Linked DNA regions of Sus scrofa: region 2 is linked to region 1. The links are chromatin contacts, called in public HiChIP or PLAC-seq maps. All regions are on one chromosome and are shown on one strand. The core of a region is the stretch at or near the end of the contact, and the rest is flanking DNA. Distances in the headings are between cores, read along the strand shown.

Evidence for each region. HiChIP or PLAC-seq counts read pairs in DNA pulled down with a chosen protein or histone mark.
Region 2: an H3K27ac HiChIP or PLAC-seq map of alveolar macrophages shows a contact between it and region 1. The contact joins two enhancer-like sites. A contact is called at or near these places in 1 of 47 Hi-C or Micro-C datasets (embryonic fibroblasts) and 1 of 2 datasets of contacts at active chromatin or transcription factors (alveolar macrophages).

The regions. Positions count from the first base shown.
Region 1 is chr2:71,341,372-71,346,649 of Sscrofa11.1, reverse strand. It overlaps EVI5L (EVI5-like protein), which reads left to right. Exons shown (of 19, transcript XM_013994706.2): 10 at 1-23; 11 at 3,556-3,609. Among named protein-coding and RNA genes, the nearest start is that of PRR36, 20 kb to the right of the region's middle. Within about 2 kb of position 2,494, at least 2 of the 83 cell types and tissues checked have an H3K27ac peak or open chromatin away from gene starts, as enhancers often do. A contact at or near this core is called in alveolar macrophages, where this site is marked.
Region 2 is chr2:71,643,815-71,649,092 of Sscrofa11.1, reverse strand. It overlaps PEX11G (peroxisomal membrane protein 11C), which reads right to left. Exons shown (of 5, transcript XM_021083936.1): 3 at 4,222-4,400; 4 at 736-798; 5 at 1-208. Among named protein-coding and RNA genes, the nearest start is that of PEX11G, 7.2 kb to the right of the region's middle. Within about 2 kb of position 3,017, at least 3 of the 83 cell types and tissues checked have an H3K27ac peak or open chromatin away from gene starts, as enhancers often do. A contact at or near this core is called in alveolar macrophages, where this site is marked.

The DNA.
Region 1 (5,278 bases), core at 1,245-3,744:
TGGAGGAGCAGATCGAGATCAAAGTGAGTCAACCATTGGGCTTGGGGTGGGGATGGGATGCCCTCAGCAGCCCCCTCAGCTAGAGGGAAGCCCTGCTAAACACAGGCCATGCCCCACACTTTCCTTAGCTCTGAGGGGTGGTCGTTCCACCCACCTGCCCTCTCATCAAGTGATTAGATCCCTGGACCAACCCCATCCTTAGGTGACCTGGGCCTTTTCCAAAAGTCACCTCATAGACATAAAAAAAGACACTTGAGGAGTTCCCGTCATGGCTCAGCAGTTAACAAACCTAACTAGTATCCATGAGGATGTGGGTTCATTCCCTGGCCTCGCTCAGTGGGTTAAGGATCCCATGTTGCTGTGAGTTGTGGCGTAGGTCGCAGGTGTGTTTCAGATCTGGCATTGCTGTGGCTGTGGCATAGGCTAACAGCTACAGCTCCAATTCAACCCCTAGCCTGGGAACTGACATATGCTGCAGGTGTGGCCCTAAAATAAAAAGGCACTTTATTCCCCTAAGCAGTTTGCAGGGTTTTAGGAGATCGATGCCAGGACAAACAGGCACAAAGACCAAATGTATATTTCTCATAAAGGGTTTCTGGAGCGTACAAAGCCTTTGATTCCAGACTTCCCTCATCTCGTTCCCTCTGCTTTCATTCCTCCAGATGTGATTTTGATTATTCACTCAACATGCATTTACCGAGCACCTGCTGTGTGCCAGAGTCCCGGCAGAGACTGAGGTCCCCTGGTCCCGGTGGGGGTGAGCGGACAGACACAAACACAAACCCCAGCACAGCCTGGTTGTGTCCTCTTCAAGGGCAGAGTCCCACAGGTTCTGGGACTGGAGTCCCATGCACCAGAGTTCAAATCCCAGCTCTCTCCGGACTGGCTGTCTGACCCACTAGGAGGGTGGATTCACCCCTCTGAGCCTCAGTGTCCACTTCTACAAAACGGGGATGATACTTGCTCTCCCTTCAAACTGTTATTATTATTAACCACCACCACCATCATCATCCCTATCTCCTCTAGAAAGGCAGAGCCACAACCTACATTTGAATCCAGGTCACCTGCTGCCCATACCTGAGTGGGAAGAGAGGGTATCTGTGACCTGGCCCTGTTTGCAGGTTTTTGAGAAATAGTTTTTGTGTCCTGAATGTTTAAACATCTCCCTTTCTCAGGAATGACAGCTTTACTGATGCACCAGTCTAAACACATATGTGTGTCTTGCTCATGCACAGTCAAGGGCCTGCTGTCACATGGTGACCATGAGGGCTCAGCAGTGGGCAGGGACGCAGCAGACCTTAGAGCACATGCCTAGCCTGGAAATTTCTCACCAGAGGCACCTGAGGGCTCCAAGGGCAAGGCAGCTGCCTTTGCCCTTGACCCTGCCCCTTTCCCTTTCACCTGCTTTAAAATGTACCCAGGATTTGTTTTAGTCAGGTATGATAAGGTGAGGGACACAGAGACAACTGCCTCTAAAATAAGAGTTTATTACTCACACTTCCCAAGAGGAGGGCTCAGGGCCACACGGAGAAGCACCAGGGGGGTGTCAGGGGGCAGAAAGAGCAAAGAGAGAGCATGGGCCAGAGCCCTTGTGGTTTCCACAGGAAGAGGTGGATGAGGCAGGGTAGACAAGTTTGAGCAAATTGAGGATTGGCTAATTTGAATAATTTCAGGGGCTCTGGGCTATAGGAATGTTCCGTAGTTGTCCTGGGACAATTGAGGTGGGGGTGGAAATATTGGCTTGGTGTGTAAGAGCTGGATAAGGGAGGTAGATGGGGGTGTGGGTTCTGGATTGGCAGGTTTGCACGTGGAAGGCAAGCTCGCAAGCAGTTGCTTACTATCCCTAGGAATTAGCTAGTCCTCGGAGGGGCAGTCTCTCTAGGATTAGCAAGCCCACGGGATGTCAATGCATCAAGAATAAAGAAAAGAGGAGTTCCTATTGTGGCTCAGTTAAGAACTCAACTGAGATCCATGAGGATGTGGGTTTGATCCTTGGCCTCACTTAGTGAGTTAAGGACCCATGGTTGCTGTAAGCTGGGACGTAGGTCAGAGATGAGGCTCAGATCCTTCATTGCTGTGGCTGTGGCGTAGGCTGGCAGCTGCTGCTCCGATTTGACCCCTAGCCCGGGAACTTCCACATGCCATGGGTGTGGCCCTAAAAAGACAAAAAAAAACCATGTTTTTAAATAGTGCAATTAGTATATAGCCCCACCCCCCACCCCCACCCTCGTAGTCCTTGTTCATTCTCTGGTTTGGAGGAAGAGGAGAGAGGCCAGTTGTTGGTCAGCACATCCATCTCCTCCAAGGATGGCTGAGCTCATGTGTCAATGCATTGAGGCCAGAAAAGGGGCAGGGCAAGCCAGGAGTCAGGGGTCAGGACTCCAGTTCTGGATCCCTAAGAGGGACAGAGACCCATGCCTGAAACAGCTCTGACCCTGGTGAGCTGGGAGGCTCAGGCAAGATACTGCCTGCCTCCCACTGTTTCCCCTCCCGTGACATGAGTCAGTGACCATCAATCAAGTCTCTGATTCTCTGACCACTGTACTTCCTGGGAGTGTCCTGGGTGTTTCTAGCACCTTCTTCTCCCTGGAAGAAACCAGGCAGTGTTCTGTGTGATCCTCAGGGAAGCAGAACCCTCACCAATCTGCTGATCGAAACTATTTCTGCACCTATTGTTTACGGGGTCCATATGTAGAAACTACATGCAAGGCATGTGTAAACCCCTGCTTCCCAAAAGGCTGTGGGGGAACCTAAAACCACAAATATCCAACCCAAAACACCCAGGGCAGGATGGAAGATGGAAGCAAGGGAGCCCATCTCCAGAACTCCAGCATGGCTGGTGGGGGGGGGGAAACGACAACTGCTGGGGACAACCTGGCTCTCAGTGGGTTGTGGAAATGTAGTCGTGGAGCTGAGGGAAGCAAGTGTGTTCAGCACAACCCCTTCCCCGGACCCAAACTCTGAGAGGAGTTTATCCTCTGAGAATGTGACCCTGGGGCTCAAAGCCAAGCAGTGAAGGGCAGGGACCACCTTCTAGCAGCTGCCCCCCAAACACGGAGCCCTTTGCCCCATCCGAGGTATCATGTTGGTTCTTGACAGGCCCAAGCGTGGGATAGAAACGGGGTGGGGGGGTTGGGGGGCAGGCATGAGTGCTGACGGACCACCCCCTGTACACACGCAGTGTATATCCATGAAAATGATCATGTTATTTTTATTGAACCGAGGTCTGTTTTATATATATATATAAAACCTGTGTGTGTGTGTGTGTGTGTGTGTGTGTGTGTGTGTGTGAGTTTCCACTGTGGCACAGCAGGTTAAGGATCCGGTGTTGTCTTTGTGGCAGCACGGGTTTGATCCCCAGCCAGGCTCAGTGGGTTAAGGATCTATGGTGTGCCTGAACAGGAATTGGCCTGACCGTTTTCTGGAATCACTGACCCAGATGTTAGATTCTGGCGCTGTCTGGCCTGGAGGCTGCCTGGCCCTGAGGGGACAGATCCCCGTGTGCACAGGAGCCGGAAGCGGACTCTGATGTGCTCTCCCCTCTCCTCCCAATAGAGGCTTCGCACAGAGAACCGGCTCCTGAAGCAACGGATTGAGACCCTGGAGAAGGTGAGGGATGTGACCACCAGTCTGTGGCACTGAACCTTCCAAGCCCCAAGTGGGGACCCAGCAGCCAGAGGGCCAGCCAGCCTCCTGCCTCAGGAGCAGGCCCCATCCTGAACTGGTGGGCTCTGAGGAGCATAGAATAAATCCCCTGGGACCTCTCCACAGGCCCTGCTGAGAGCTGGGCTATAAATTGGGGGCCATGGGGAAACTTTGCTTGAGGAGGGGTTATAACCCCATTAACTGCAAACCTGAAATCCGTTTGTGTCCTGTGCCCTCCCAGGCTGCCTGGGTGTGGGCTGCTCTGACCAGGATACCCTGAAACTACCCCACTATATAATTCAGAAATCTCACTTTCAGAGTTCCCCTTGTGATGCAGTGGAAATGAATACGTACCCAGGAGGATGAGGGTTTGATCCCTGGCCTCACACATTGGGTCAGGCATCCGGCGTTGCTGCGAGCAAGTGGTGTAGGTCACAGATGTGGCTCGGATCCATTGTTGCTGTGGCTGTGGTGTAGGCTGGCAGTTACAGCTCTGATTTGATCCCTCGCCTGGAAACCTCCATATGCCACCAGTAAGGGCTTAAAAAGGAAAAGAAAAAAAAGGGGGAAGTCTCACTTTCTAAAGAAAGGAGACAGGTGGAGGAGGAGGGGGCGGCTTTGCACCATGGAGGGGGTGCCATAACATTGACCCTGCCCCTAACCTGTTTTTAAAGATGGGAGTAGAGGAGTTTCCATCATGGGACAGCGGAAATGAATCTGACTAGGAACCATGAGGTTGCGGGTTCAATCCCTGGCCTCGCTCAGTGGGTTAAGGATCCAGCGTTGCCATGACCTGTGGTGTAGGTCACAGACATGGCTCAGATCCCATATTGCTGTAGCTGTGGTGTAGACCAGCAGCTGTAGCTCTGATTTGACCCCTAGCCTGGGAACCTCCATATGCTGCAGGTGCAGCCCTAAAAAGACACACACACACACACACACACACACACACACACACAAAAGATGGGAGTAGAGCTGTGGGTCCTCTACTTTCAGCTCCCTTCCGTCTCCCTTGACCCTCCACTGACCACAGGGAATAGCTGGAATTTGTTGCCCTTGACCCAAAGCCTTGATTCTTGTTCTGCCCCCAAATTAAAACGAAGCCCATGGAGTTCCCGTTGTGGTGCAGTGGTTAACGAATCCGACTAGGAACCATGAGGTTGCGGGTTCGGTCCCTGCCCTTGCTCGGTGGGTTAAGATCTGGCGTTGCCGTGAACTGTGGTGTAGGTTGCAGACGCGGCTCGGATCCCACGTTGCTGTGGCTCTGGCGTAGGCCAGTGGCTACAGCTCCGATTCAACCCCTAGCCTGGGAACCTCCATATGCCGCGGGAGCGGCCCGAAGAAATAGCAAAAAAAAAAGACAAAAAAAAAATAAAACGAAATAATAAAATAAAAACGAAGCCCAGGCCCAGTGCTTCCCTCCCCCACCTCTCCCAGGTCGCACCTCCTCACACGCAGGGGGTCCCCGGCGGGTGGCCCTCCCCACTGGCACATGGACCCCTCTCCAGGACGGAGCTGGCTCTGGCTTTGGTCTTCCTCCAGGTCCTCTCCTGCTGGTTCTCTGGTTCTCCGGTCTCACTCCTCTCTCCCTGCTTCTAGAGATAGTCCACTGCGTTAGTGACAAGTGGTTCTT
Region 2 (5,278 bases), core at 1,768-4,267, 300 kb before region 1:
ACCGGCCTGGACTGCCTGGTACACGCTGAGGAGGGAGGAGATGGTACCCAGGAGGCCCACCACCCACGGGGGCAAGCAGCCAGACCACAGGATGCCCGGGGGTAGCCAGTGCACTGCGTTGGCTAGGTCAGCCAAGTTGCTCAGCAGGGTCAGCACCTCCGACCGGATCTGGGCCTCCACGGCCCTCTGCTTGCCCCGGGGCCACCAGCTGTGGGAGGAGAGATGGCACTCGTGTAGGGCAATGAGTGCTTGGGAGGAAGAGGGCCCACAGCCTGAGCCTCGGATCCAACCCCCCTAACCCACCTCCACCCCCGCCCCCCGACCTTCTGGAGGCAGGCAGCTCCAGGGCCTACACCCATTGCCGCCCTAGCCCGTGTTCTTTCCCAGGATGAGACAGGACCAACCTTGGTCCTCAAGACAGACTCTACCTCTGCTCATCCTCCCTGATGGGGATCCGGCCGCGAAGGCTCAACCCTCGAGTCGTGGCTCTGCATTTCCTGTCTGTGAGGCCTCCAGCTGGCCTTGGGTGCCCCATCTGTAAAGGTGCTATCATCCACCCAAGGTTGCCCTGAGGCCCCTCAATCTTGCCCACATCACACCCCAGCACAGGGCCTGCACAGGGCAGGGTTGACCACTGGTGACTCTGGACACTCCCTGGCTGGAAAACCCACGGGGGACCCCAGCCTGCAGGAAGTCGGCCTTTCTAAAACTGGGGCAAAACCCTGGACATCATACCTTAGGGAGGCTACCTGGGGGCTCCTCAGCCTCCGTCTCAGCTTCAGGACCATCCACAGGGACCTGCAACACCGCAGAGGATGGGGTGGGAAGAGCAGGCTGGGGGCTCAAGCCCAGGGGGGCTCCCCGCCTGCCACTGGGCCTCAGGTTCCCTATAAACTTTGCTGAACAGGTGGTTCCAACCATCCCGCACCCTCCTGGAGCCCCGGGCTGCTGGGGACTTGTTCTGAATGCAGACCTCTCCTCCCCCATCTGCCCAGGTATATCCAGTGCTTCCAGCCAGCCAGGCTCCAGCCCAGCCTCTGCAAACCACTGGCCCAGAACCACAGCTCAAAGAAATACTGGGCCACATGCAGTGTTTATGGCCCATCCCACAGGCCACTCCTCTACAGATAAGGACACTGAGGCAGGCCCCCACCTGGACTGGCCTGAGAAAGCTGCTTCCCCTCCCACACGTGCACCCCTGACACTGGCTGAACCTGTCTAAGGTGAGGCTAAATGACCTTCTCTGTGTGAGAGCTGGTGACTGCAGCCTGAGGTGGTGGCCACCAGACGGGCATACCCTAGTGTTCCCTGGGGTTTCTGGGGGGCCCGCATGGTGTCTGTCCACCCCGGCTGCTGTGCCTGGCCCTTGCGCCCTGCAGCCTGGGTGTGCTGGCCTGGGTCAGACTTCCTGACTGGGGTCCACCTCCCTGGCCACTGTGTGCCCCCCCACTGGGTGACATGTCCCCTGAGGGTATATAGGACAGTGGATCTGTATCAGAACCACCTGGGGACTCGGGCAAAATGATGATTCCCGGGATTCCCTGGACCCAAAGAATCAGAACCGCTGAGTGCCGGGCACCTATATTTCAAAGGCCTCCCAGGTGACTCTCTGGCACCCTGGGGTCTTAGGGATACCTGGTCATGACGAGCACACACCAAATGCTCCCCGACCCCCACGCCCCTGCTCATGCCAAATACTGAGAAAGGCTGTCTTTTCTAGATGCTCGAAAAATAAATGGAATAATAGGTAGGACATATTCATCCTAAAAATACGCTTTTGAAGGTGGTGAAAATACTCTGTGTGATGCCGCAGTGGTGAATCATGTCATCATTCATTTGTCCAAATTCATAAAACATGCAACACAAAGAGTGAACCCTAAGGTTAACTATGGACTTGGGGTGATAATAGTGTCAGTGTCAGTTCATTGACTGGCCTGTAACAAATTGATCTGGTGCCACGTTGACGGTGGGGGAAGCTGTGCGTGTACAGGCGATATGTGGACACCCGCTTTACTTCCGGCTCAATTTTGCTGTGAATCTAAAACTGCTCTAAAAAAATAAAGTCTCTATCAAAAAAATTTAACAGAGGCAGTTCCCCAGTGGCTCAGTGGGTTAAGGATTCAGTGTTGTCACTACCGTGGCTCAGGGTACTGCTCTGGCGCAGGTTTGATGTCTAGCCCCAGAACTCCTGCATGCCGCGGGCACAGCCAAAAATAATTAATTAATTAATGGAACCAAGAATGCCCCTGAAGCAGGAACAGGAAGTCACAAGGCACCCTAAGGAGAGGCCATGAGCTGTGGCCCCCAGGAGGTCTGGCCTCAGCGCATCCAGCCCCGGCTCTGGACCTCACAGAGAAGGACGATGCCAAGAGCCACAGGCCTCACTCCACAGACAGGCATGGAGAGGGGAGCTCACAACAGGCAGGAGCCACGTCTGTGAAACAGGAGAGCAGAAACAAGAAATGTGTCGGCGGAGCATCAAAAATCAAAGGCTGGGAAGAATCACCAGAGTATAAAGAGTGGGGGTCTCTGGGTGGGACTGCGGGCAATCAGAATCTTCCACCCTGGGGTTTGGTCATTTTCCAGGCCATCTCCGATAAACAAATAATTGGGGGCATGGGGGAGACAAGGGCTACTGGAGGTCAGTGTATGCCAAGGGACAAGTGACAGCAGACAGGAGCGCTGCCCCGCCACACCCGGAGGTCAGGGGTGGCCTCACCTCCCTTCGAGGAGCTGAGAGACCTTTGCTGCCATGAAACACGGGCACTGGAGGGGCCCTGCTTTGCCCTTGCTTTCTGGGACAGGAGACTCTGAACTCAGCAAGTTTGCAGAGGAGAAAATGGGAGGAAACCATTATTTTTTTAAATTCTAGAAACCTTACAGTTTTTGGAAGCCGGGGCCAGTCTGGAGACTCCTGGCTGTTTTATCCGAGGATGTTTGCTGATGACAGTGCAAGCAGAACTTAGGGACTGGGGTAAAGGCAGCCACACCAGCTACTTCCGTTCAGGCTCCAGAGTTATTTCCTGGGTTTGACCGGCACAATCATGGCCCCACAAAGATGTCCACTTTTTTTTTTTTTTTTTTTTTTAGGGTCATACCCTCAGCATAAGGAAGTTCCCGGGGTAGGGGCTGAATCAGAGCTGCAGCTGCCAGCCTACACTACAGGCACAGCAATACCAGATCAGAGCCGAGTTTGCGACCTACACCACAGCTCACAGCAATGCCTGATCCTTAACCCACTGACAGGGCCAGTCATTGAACCCAAGTCCTCATGGATACTAGTCAGGTTCATTAACCACTGAGCCATAGCAGGAACTTTTTTTTTTTTTTTTTAATGTCCACATCCTATCTCCACGATTATGATGTGAATTCCCTTACATGGCAAAAAAAAAAAAAAAAAAAAAAAAAAAAAAAAGACTTTCCAAATTGTTAAGGTCTGGAGATGGGAGGTTATCTGGGTGGGCTCAGTGTCATCACAAGGACCCTCATAAGAAGGAGGCAGGAGGAGTTCCCGTCGTGGCGCAGTGGTTAACGAATCCGACTAGGAACCATGAGGTTTCGGGTTCGGTCCCTGCCCTTGCTCAGTGGGTTAACGATCCGGCTTTGCCGTGAGCTGTGGTGTAGGTCGCAGACGCGGCTCGGATCCCGCGTTGCTGTGGCTCTGGCGTAGGCTAGTGGCTACAGCTCCGATTCGACCCCTAGCCTGGGAACCTCCATATGCCGCAGGAGTGGCCCAAAGAAATAGCAAAAAGACAAAAAAAAAAAAAAAAAAAAAGAAGGAGGCAGGAGGCTCAGAGTCAGAGAAGGAGATGTGACAGCAGAAGCAGAGGCTGGAGTGAGGTGCTTCAGAGATAAGGGGAGGGGACCAGGCAGCAAGGAAGGCAGGCAGTCCCTAGAAGCTGAAAAAGCCCGGTGCTTCTCTCTGGAGCCTCTAGAAGGAACACAAGCCCTGCCCACACCTTGATTTTAGCCTAGTGAGACCCATTTTGGTCTTCCAACCTCCAGAACTGTTAAGATGATCAAATGTGTGTTGCTTAAAGCCACTAAGTCCGTGGAAATGTTTCAACAGCAATAGGGGAACAAATACAATGGGATGGTGACAGGAATTGGAAAAAGCAGAAGAGACAAAGACACATGTGCCTCCAGCATGTCTGACAGCCCTGGGGGATCTCGGGGGTTCCCTTCCAGGCTCCTGGAGGGCTGGGCGGCGACACTGCTTACCTAGCAATCCCTAGGAGCAGGGAGAGGCCCCAGAAGGTTGTGCTCAGTGTCCACCACCGGGCAGAGTCCACGTGGAGGATTTTGGCATCAGCAGCCCAAGCAACGTGCTCACAGGGGTAGTAGAGCTGGTCGGCCAGGTTGCCCAGAACAGACACACAGCGGACAAAGACGTCCTCCTCCTGCGGGGCCAGGAGAGAGGCGGGAGGGCCTGGGGTTGGACCTACCCACCGCCCATTTGGAGGGGCAGTCAGGCCATGCCAGGAGGCAGTCCCAAGGCAATGCCTAGGCCTGGCAGGCTGGCCCAGGGCTGACACCACAAGAGAAGAGAGGCCTGACTTCTCAGCAGTTGGGGCGACATTGCCCACTGGAGCAGTGGGTCTCAATTCAGCCACACAGTGGAGCCGCCGGGGAGTTCGAAAAACCCCACACCCAGCCCCCAGCCCCAGATTCCTCAACAGAGCTGGGGTACACCCTGGCATTGGGAAGTCTCTTTTTTTTTTTTCACTTTTTAGGACCATCGCCGCAGCATACAGAGGTGCCCAGGCTAGGAATGGAATCAGAGCTACAGCTGCCGGCCTATACCACAGCCACAGCAAAGCAGGACAAAAGCTGCATCTGCAACCTACACCACAGCTCACAGCAACGCTGGATCTTTAACCCCTTGAGCAAGGCCAGGGATCAAACCCACAACTTCATGATTCCTAGTTGGATTCATTTCCTCTGCATCAAGATGGGAACTCCAGGAAGTCTTTTTTTTTTTTAATTTTCCTTCTTCAGCCATTGCCATGGCATATGGAAGTTCCCAGGCCAAGGGTGGAATCCGAGCCTCCACAGAGACAAGCCAGATCATTAACCCACTGGGCCACAGCAGGAACTCCAGGAATTATTTTTTAAGTTCCCAGATGACTCTCGCATAGGACAGCGTGGGACGTCCTCCATCAGAGCCTTCCTAGTTCCTGTGCAGGGTCTCCAGGCAAAGCTCTCTGGTACAGGACCCTGAGTGGGGAGCAGGGGACCCAGCCCTGCAGCAAAGCTTGACCAGGCAGACTGGGGTACC